Regions from separate parts of the Vulpes vulpes genome. Here region 1 is linked to region 2. A link is a contact called in public Hi-C data. All regions are on one chromosome and are shown on one strand. Each heading gives the region's core, a stretch centred on a gene start, on an enhancer-like site or on the middle of the called end of the contact. The rest is flanking DNA. Distances are from core to core; before and after follow the strand shown. Region 1 holds the start of NUBP1 (NUBP iron-sulfur cluster assembly factor 1, cytosolic). Region 2 holds the start of DEXI (Dexi homolog).

Region 1 (4,296 bases), core at 1,410-3,909, 160 kb after region 2:
GCAAGGATCTAGATTCCCGAGACCAATTCAACTTGGTCTAAGGGATCAGTTCTCTAGGAAGCATCACAAACTCTCATACAGGAGCCTCTTCCAGTTTTTCCCAAGGTCTCACCTGCGTGTTTTCATCCTCTGCTAGGCCGTGGGCAAGGTGGGCACTGAATGTGCTTTTTCCAACACCACCTTTCCCAGATAACACCAAGATCTTGTGTTTCACGGTCTTCATTTTTTCTTTGATTTCTTCTATGGCTACAAAGAAAGCAAATCAGGTGATGAAGTCTCTGACTAAATTTCAAACGTCACTCTTCCAATGGACTAGAAGGAGCTAAATCTCTGGGACTATTTCACAGGACTGTGTGTGAAATACCACATAATCAGTGACAGTAGTAAGTACTACAAAGGCTATTGACATCATTGACATTTTCTTGTTTATTAGTTCACTTCTCTGTCTCCTCTTGTTAGGATACAAGTTCCATGAGAATAGAAATTATCTGAACTGTTCATTGCTACACTCCCAGCTCCAGGAGAGCTCCACACGTAGTAATGGTTCCCAACTTAGGGGCAAAATCTGCCTTGGGGACATTTCTGGTTGTCACCAGGAAGGGGTGCTACTGGCATGCAGGGGGTAGAGCCACAGACACTGCTAACTGGCTAACAACGCAGGGTGCCTGGATGGCACAGTTGGTTAAGCATCTGACTCTTGGTTTCAGCTCTGATCTCAGGGCCATGAGATCGAGCCCTGTCTCAGGCTCTGTGCTCAGAGTGGAGTCTGCTGGAGAGTCTCTCCCCCTGCTTGCATTCTGTCTCTAAATCTTTAAAAAAAGGTCTAACAATGCTCAGGACAGCCTCCTACCCCAAATAATTATCCAGATCCAAATGTCAGTAGTGCCAAGGTTGAGAGTCCCTGACAAAGAGCAAACACTTATGAGGACCAGTCACAGGTAACTATCACAGATCATACATTTTCTGTGCATTCAACATTTCACTTCAATTCCTTAAAATAACACCATGAGGTAATTATACTAGCTTCTTCTTATTTAAAAAGCAGGTTCTCAGGGGATGCCCAGGTGGCTCAGTCAGTTAAATGCCTGACTCTTGGTTTCTGTTCAGGTCATGATTTCAGGGTCCTGGGATCGAGTCCCAGGTCCAGCTCCACTCCACGCTCAGTGATGAGTCTGCTTGGGATTCTTCGCCTCTCCTCCCCCTCTTCACCTGCTCATGCGTGTGCATGTGCGCTCTCTCTCTCTTTCAAATGAATAAGTCTTTTTCCTTTTTTAAGTTGGATCCAAGCCCTACGTGGGGCTTGAACTCATGACCCTGACATCAAGAGTTGCATGCTGGGGATCCCTGGGTGGCTCAGCGGTTTAGCGCCTGCCTTTGGCCCAGGGCGTGATCCTGGAGCCCTGGGATCGAATCCCACGTCAGGCTCCCTGCATGGGGCCTGCTTCTCCCTCTGCCTGTGTCTCTGCCAGCCCCCCATCATGAATAAATAAATAAAATCTTAAAAAAAAAAAAAAAAAAGAGTTGCACGCTCTGCAGACTAACCCAGCCAGGTGCCCCTCCTCCACTTTAGATAAGGAAACGGAGGCTCAGAGACCTGAGGACTCTCACTCAAGGTCACCCCGTTTGCAGGACCCAGGAATCCAGCCCCAGTCTCCCGCTCAACTCCTTCAGCATCCTCCCAGCCTCCTTTTTTTTTTTTTAATTTTTATTTATTTATGATAGTCACACACAGAGAGCAAGAGAGCCAGAGACACAGGCAGAGGGAGAAGCAGGCTCCATGCACCGGGAGCCCGAGGTGGGATTCGATCCCGGGTCTCCAGGATCGCGCCCTGGGCCAAAGGCAGGCGCCAAACCGCTGCGCCACCCAGGGATCCCGCCTCCTGCTTTTTAAGATCCTTTAGGCGAGTTCCCAGAGCCTTCCCCATCCTGCGACTTGTCCTTCACCGAACTTATCACTGCGATGATTTCCTCGCTCGCTCAGTTATTTATGGAGCGTCTCCCTATTAGCTTAATATCGTTAGGGCAGTAACCCTGTCTCACTCACAGCTGTAACCCCAGCGCAGAGCACTATGCTCAGGAGAAATCAATACGTATTTATGCTAAGTGAGTGAGAAAATCGCTCCTTTTCCCAAAAGAAGACAATTTTGTCTAAATAATAAGCCCGAGCAAACCCCTAGTTCAAGGTCTATAAACCCTATTCTCCAGCCGCGGGGGCCCCTGTCACTCAAACCCCTAGCCCCGCCCCTCCTGAGATCCCATTGGACTCCACGCCAGTCACTGATACTTCAGGCTCCGCCCCATCCCGCTACTTCCCTCTGTGCTTTCCCACTGCCGGTCTCCTCCCGGTCCCGCCTCTTCCTGGCTGGCGCCCTTCACTTCCGGTTCAGGCCTTGCCCCTTCCTCACCTGGGTCGGGAGCCGCGCCGGCTCCGGAAGCGCAGAGCCGCTGGTTGGGGCAGCCCTGACATGAGGCCCCTCGGCCCGCCTGGGCGCTGCCGGTCCCGGGACAGCCTGCGTGGTGACAAGGTCACAGTTAGAGTGGCTCCTGTCCCTTCAGCCCCACCACCCACGCCCCCCTCCGTGCGCTCACCCTGAGGCACCTCCTCCATTCGGCCGCCTTCGACGTCTGCGCGGTCACCGGAACCCGCCCTTACGTATTTCCGCCTCCCGGCGCCAATCTGACTCTCCAGGCGCGCCAAATAAGTCTCGGAAAGGGGGCTGTGCGCACGCGCGGACTTCGTCAGGTGCTTGGGAGGGGGAAGGGGACTGGTCTTTAATTTCTGTCCCGGTTTAAACTGAGCTGCCGAGAGCATTCGTCAATTATTCAGCACGGAGCTCCCGGGAACACGGGCGTTATCCTACGCGACACGTCCATGCCCTTTCATACCCAAGAAATTTGATACCGATGCAAAGTTATTAGCTAAAATAAACTTTATATTCAAGGTTACTCAGCTGTCCCAAATAAGATCTGCTCCCCCCACCCCCACCCCCACCCCCATCCTGGATCCAATCAAAAGTCGCACCTTCCTTTGTTCTCAGTGCCTTTTAATTCAGAACAGTCCTCTTCTCACCACCCCTTACCCTTTTTTGGGGAGTGGGTGGAGGGTCATCCTTTAGGACATGGATACATTTGGATATGGTGTAGGCCAATTGCCTTATAGAAAACCCACCCCAGTATCTTAATTTGTCTGATTCCCTGCCTCATGATTAGATTCAGGTTAAGAGATTCTGGCAGAAGGTACTTGACGGATGTGTACAACTGTTGTGCCACGGCCAGAGGCACAGGACACCAGTGGGTCCCATCCTCGACCACTTGGTGAAGGTGGCGTCCGTCCCACCTCTGCATCGGATGGTCCACTTTTCCGTTTGTGACGAGGAAAGAATCTGAAGCGATTCGTTGAGATCATGGGAGTATCCTGTTCATCAGCCTTGCGCTCAGCCTCATTCTGGCCTGAATCCGTTCTAGCAGTGTTTCCAGAATTGTGCCTTCGGATGAGAACACAGAATGTTTGAACTTCCTTCCTCAGGTCACACAGCTCCTAGCGAGGGAGCCAGAGTGATGAACCCGGGCTGTCATCCGTGATACGCAGTGCCAAGTGGCCGTGTGCGAGGTGCTGGCGCCACCAAACCGCCCCGAGTCCTGTCGTCCTGGCACCTAGCCTGGTTGGGGCAGCAGATGACGAAGCAGGTAACTACAGCTTTACAAAGGCTACGACACGAGACAACCAGGGCGATTCCTTAAAGCCGAGGGAGGGACGGGGTGGTGGTGGGGAGGACATATGGTATTTCAGACGGAATGAACCAGCATGAACAAGCCCAGGGGTCAGAGAGGTCAGAGAGGAATTCACCTGCAGGGACTTTTGTGACCTTAGTTTGCAGGTAGGAAGACAGGGTCACCAAGAATGACTTGCCCAAGGTCTCAGAGCTGGAAAGCAGCATAGCTAGGGTGCCAGGAAACTCTGATGTAGGGCCTGGGCTCCTGACCACTATGCCGTACACTGGGAGCAGGATGCACATTATCCTCCTTTCACTGAAGAAAGTGAGGCTCAGAGAGGTTAAGCAGCTTGCTCAGGGTCTCACAGCCAGAAGGCTCCACCCAACTCTCCTGACCATAGGCTCTTTCCTCCCCACCCTCCCAGCCACACAGTAGGGACCCGAGGCCTGCCCGCTTCATGTCCTCCTGAGGTCCCCGCAGACATTTCCGGCATGTTCCCGCCAGCTGTCTTCAGCAGCAGTGCCACATTAGAGCCCTGCAGTCTCTGATTACCCAGGGGACCCTTCCACTCAGCAAGTCTGT
Region 2 (4,347 bases), core at 1,297-3,796:
GGAACGCTGGGAAATGCAGTTCGCCCGCGAGGCCACTGCCTACAGGACTCCGCGAACGGACTACAAGGCCCGGCGTGCATCGCGCAACTGCGGGCCGGCGGCCTTGGAAACGGAGGCGGAGCTAGAGGAGGAGGAGAGCCCGCAGTATCGGATGGTGGGCGGGAATGGGGGAACCTGTGCCCGCAGCCCTGAGTAGGGAACCCGAGAAGACGGGTGCTTCAAAGTAACCGCAGTGCTCACAATCGTTAGCTTGCATGATGAGGCTGAGCATAGCTATTGCATGGCGTAGACCGTGTGCCACCGTCCTGAGCGCTCTACATATACTGATATTTAATGCTAACAACTTTGGCAAATTGAACACCAATAAAAAAATAAATTTATAAATAAAATAAAAAAATAATAATAATGCTAACAACCAAGCCACGGGGTGGGTACTATCATCCGGGGAAACTGAATCACAAAGAGGTTGATTTACCTTGCCCTAGGTCACGAACCTACTAAGTATGTAGTTCGAACCCTGGCCCCTCATTTTATGCGCCCCCCCCCCCCCGTAAACCAATCTGTAGCAAATCGGTGATGGTCTTGATTGTCCCTACAGCCTTTTTCTTCTTCCACGTCAACTTAAAAAATAGATTTTTTTTTTTGAAAGGCAATCAGGCAACAAAACTGAACGTCCTGTGCTTTCAGAGGGTTTCTCTAGGCTTCACCCTAATTCCAAGCAATTCCCAAAACTATCACATAAAAGGGGGGGGAAGGAGAAGAAGAACCACAAGTCCCCACTTGAGCCGAGAAAATGTGTCTAAATTTCTGTCCTGGAGTAGGAGCGAGAAGCTCCCTGGAGGAGGCAAGACTGCCCTGTTCACCATTCATTCATTCATTCATTTGTGTCTACACCACACAGTTAGTTATCTAAGTCCCACAGTGCCCCACTAACCGTGCTCAGAGTTGGGCTAAGGGCCCATGTTGTCCCCACTGCCTATGGCACAAACTACCTGTCCCTCTGGCACATCAGAGGTGCTCAACAAATATTGGTAGAGTGGATGAGTGATGGAATGAAGATCCGTTTCATCCTCAGCAGTTGGAGAATTAATGGTCTGCTCTGTAATTCATCTAAAGGGGCAATGAGGGGAGCTTAGGTGGCTCAACTGGTTAATTGCCTTTGGCTCAGATTGTGATCCCAGGGTCCTTGGTTCAAGCCCTGCATCAGGCTCTTTGTTCAATGGGCAGTCTGTTTCTCCCTCTCACTTTTTGACAAATTATTCAAACGTTTATAAAAAAAAAAAAAGTGCGCTCTCTCAAATAAATAAGCAAATCACATCTTTAAAATAAGGGGCAAGGAGACAGTCATGGAGAAATAACGGGCGGGTCTGCTCTCCAAACACATGCGGACCTAGCATTTTCCAGGGATCTTCCTTTTCTCTGGGCCTGGATTTCTTCACCTGTAAAAAGGAATAACACAGTACCCTGCCGCACCTAGCTGCAATTAAGCAATGTATGTAAAGCATCCAGCTCAGCATGACCTGAGATTTCAAGGTCCTTTGCAGCGCCTGGTTGGCTCCATCAGCAAAGCATGCCACTCTTGATGTTGAGGTTGTGAGATCTAGCCCCACCTTGGGTGTAGCGATTACTTAAAATCCTTAAAAATAAATAAATACATACATACATAAATACATACATAAATAAAGGTCTGTTAAACTGCTCTGGAAGGCGCTTTGTGGAAGATCCGTCCCCTGAAGGATACGCAGGGGTTGCTCATGAAAAGGGGAATCAGCGAGTGCAAGACTCATTTTTTTTACGTTACTTTCTGCGTTGCCTCAATGTTTAACCACGTCCTGTTTTTAAACAGGGTTCACAAAGTAAAAACAAGAAGCCACTGTTACAGGTCTGACTTGCCTGGGAATCTCTTTAGGCAGGGGTCCCTGAACCCCATCATGCAGAACCCTCCTCCCCATCCCCCACCCACCCCTCACCTCCCCCACCCTCCCGCAATGGGCAGCCAGAATTTGGAGAGATGATGGAAGCACTGATCAATCTTCCCCATTACGGAAAATCGCCACTTTGGGAAAGTCCGAGATTTTCACGGGTAACTTCACCGCCCCCTCCCCTTTCGCCCCGCCTCCTTTGTGTCAGGTAAACTGAGTCCCGAAGAGGCGTGACGGCATATCCAAGTCCGGGGATGGGGTGGGGTGGGGTGGGGGACTGCGGAGGAAGCTCGGGTTTCCTGTTGGCTTTTGGGGGATACGTCTAGATTTGAACTGCGTTGGGCGTCTTTCCCCTCCCGCGGCTCCGTGGTGGGGGGGGGATTCGCAGAGCCAATCGGATTTGAGACCTGGGCGGAGCCTCCCGAGGGGGCGGGGCGATGAGGCTCCGCCCCCTGGCGGCGCGGGCCAATGAGCGCGGGCGTCGAGCGGGCCAATGAGCGCGGGCGGGGGGCGGCGGGCCAATGAGCGCGGGGCCGCTCCGGGGGCGGCGCTCGGAGGGCGGCCAGGAGGGCGACGCGGCGGCTGCAGCCATGGGCGCTGGGCCTGCGGGGGCGCGGAGGGGGCTCGAGGGACTGCGGGGCGCCGCTGGCGACATCGCCGCGGGGACCGGCCCTGGACGCTGAGAGCCGCGGCGGGGTCCCCGCCGGCGCTGCGAGGGCCGGAGAACGCGAGCCGGGGGAGCCGCCGGCCACCTCGGGGGGTGGGGGGTCGGGGGGGGGGGCCGCGGGGGGTCCCCGCCTGGCCGCGGGGCGGATCGACGGGGCCGAGCGGGTGCAGCTGGGGGTGCGTGGGCCCCGCCGGGCACGTTTCGGGGTCCGGGGAGTGTCCGCTGGGGCCCGGCGCCCCCTGGGTCGAGCCTCCCGGGGCGCCCCTGGATGGCTGAGCTGCCCCTCTGCCGGCCGCCCGGGCGCCGCAGCGGCTGAGGTCGCTGGGATCGCGGGGCCGCCGCCCTCGCCGCCCCCTGCATGCCCGGCGCCCGGGTCGCGGCCCACCTGGACGCGCTGGGCCCCCTGGTCCCCTCCGTGCCGCCGCCGCTGCTGCCCTCTATGTTCTACGTGGGCCTGTTCTTCGTCAATGTGCTGATCCTGTACTACGCCTTCCTCATGGAGTACATCGTCCTCAACGTGGGCCTCGTCTTCCTGCCCGAGGACATGGACCAGGCGCTCGTGGACCTCGGCGTGCTCTCCGACCCCGGCTCGGGCCTCTACGACGCCGACTCGGAGCTCGACGTCTTCGATGGTTACCTGGAGTAGGCTCGGTTACCGTCCTCCCCCGCCCCCGACGACCCGCGCCCCTCGACCTGGACCAGCCGCCCAAATGATGCCGCCGCCGCTGGTTGGGGGCATCGTCCGGCCAGGGATGGGACCCCCAGGACGAGGCCCTCTCCGGCCTCCAATATCTGTAAGTGCCCTCCTACAGATGAGGGTGGGTTAGGGGCGCTGGTGAAGAAGAGGGTGGCATCTCCAGAACGGAGGTGACTCTTCCCGGAGCCTCTGTGTCCACTTCTGATTTCCTCCATCCACCTCCTGGAGGTCTGTTTGGATGCCAGGAATGGCCAGACCCGCGTTAGGCCCTTAGTTGGGGCTGGAAAGCTTTCCCTGGTGAAGGTGACAGTTGCTGAAGACGGGAAGGAAGGCAGAGCAGAAGGAAGGTTGTTTGGGTTAGCCACGTACCTACTGCCACAGCTTATGGAAAAGCCTTTTCACCCAGATCCCTTTGAGGCAGAGCTGTTAGCTCCTCCCTTCTGCCTCAGTCTGGCTTGATGGTGACCTTGGCTTTTTTGGGGGGGGATTCCCATAGCCCCGGAAGGATAAAGATTTAGAGTGTTGGAAAAGGTAGCAAGCCAGGCAGTGACCACCTTTGCCCTGTGGCCCTGGGGACTGGGTGGTGACTCAAGAGCAAGGGCCCTGGCTGAAGCTGTGAGGGGAGAAACATTCAGCAAAAGTCTGTATACTTTCTTTTGGCCTTGGGTTTGCTGCTATTTGGGAGTCGGGTTTCATGGTGCCTGAGCTCGGCAGTTCTGCAGCTTACATCTGCAAGGGCTGCCAGTTTTGCAGGTTGCTTTTGCAGACCAGGCAGGCTGGGGCTGGCTTTGCCTGCAGTGTTTGCAAGGCTTCACGGAGCTCTTGGGCCAGCGGGGAGTAGGGGGGACCACAGGATCTTTGCCCTGAGGTGTTCAAGTCCCGCCTCTAGGTCGTGACCAGGAAGCTGTGTGACCCGCCCCACCTTGTGTGTCAATGGAAGGGAAGGGAAGGTCCAGGAAGGAGAGAGACTTGGCCAAAGTGTCACAGCCAGGAAGAGAGGCAGCTGGACAAGATGAGAGTTAGAGGTAGGCAGGCTGTTGGGTCTGGTGAGGGTTCATGGG

What was found. Hi-C and Micro-C count contacts between places; a contact is called where the count stands out from the background.
Region 1: a contact with region 2 is called in a Hi-C map of skeletal muscle, with 3 times the contacts expected there. The contact joins the promoter of NUBP1 here to the promoter of DEXI in region 2. A contact is called at or near these places in 2 of 3 Hi-C or Micro-C datasets (both in skeletal muscle).

The regions. Positions count from the first base shown.
Region 1 is chr3:106,835,613-106,839,908 of VulVul3, forward strand. It overlaps NUBP1 (NUBP iron-sulfur cluster assembly factor 1, cytosolic), which reads right to left and starts at 2,660. Exons shown (of 11, transcript XM_026003106.2): 1 at 2,590-2,660; 2 at 2,406-2,510; 3 at 113-246. The coding sequence starts at 2,608.
Region 2 is chr3:106,674,416-106,678,762 of VulVul3, forward strand. DEXI (Dexi homolog) reads left to right here and starts at 2,547. Exons shown (of 2, transcript XM_026003110.2): 1 at 2,547-3,383. The coding sequence starts at 2,948. The coding sequence ends at 3,235. CLEC16A (C-type lectin domain containing 16A) reads right to left here and starts at 62. Exons shown (of 24, transcript XM_072753856.1): 1 at 1-62.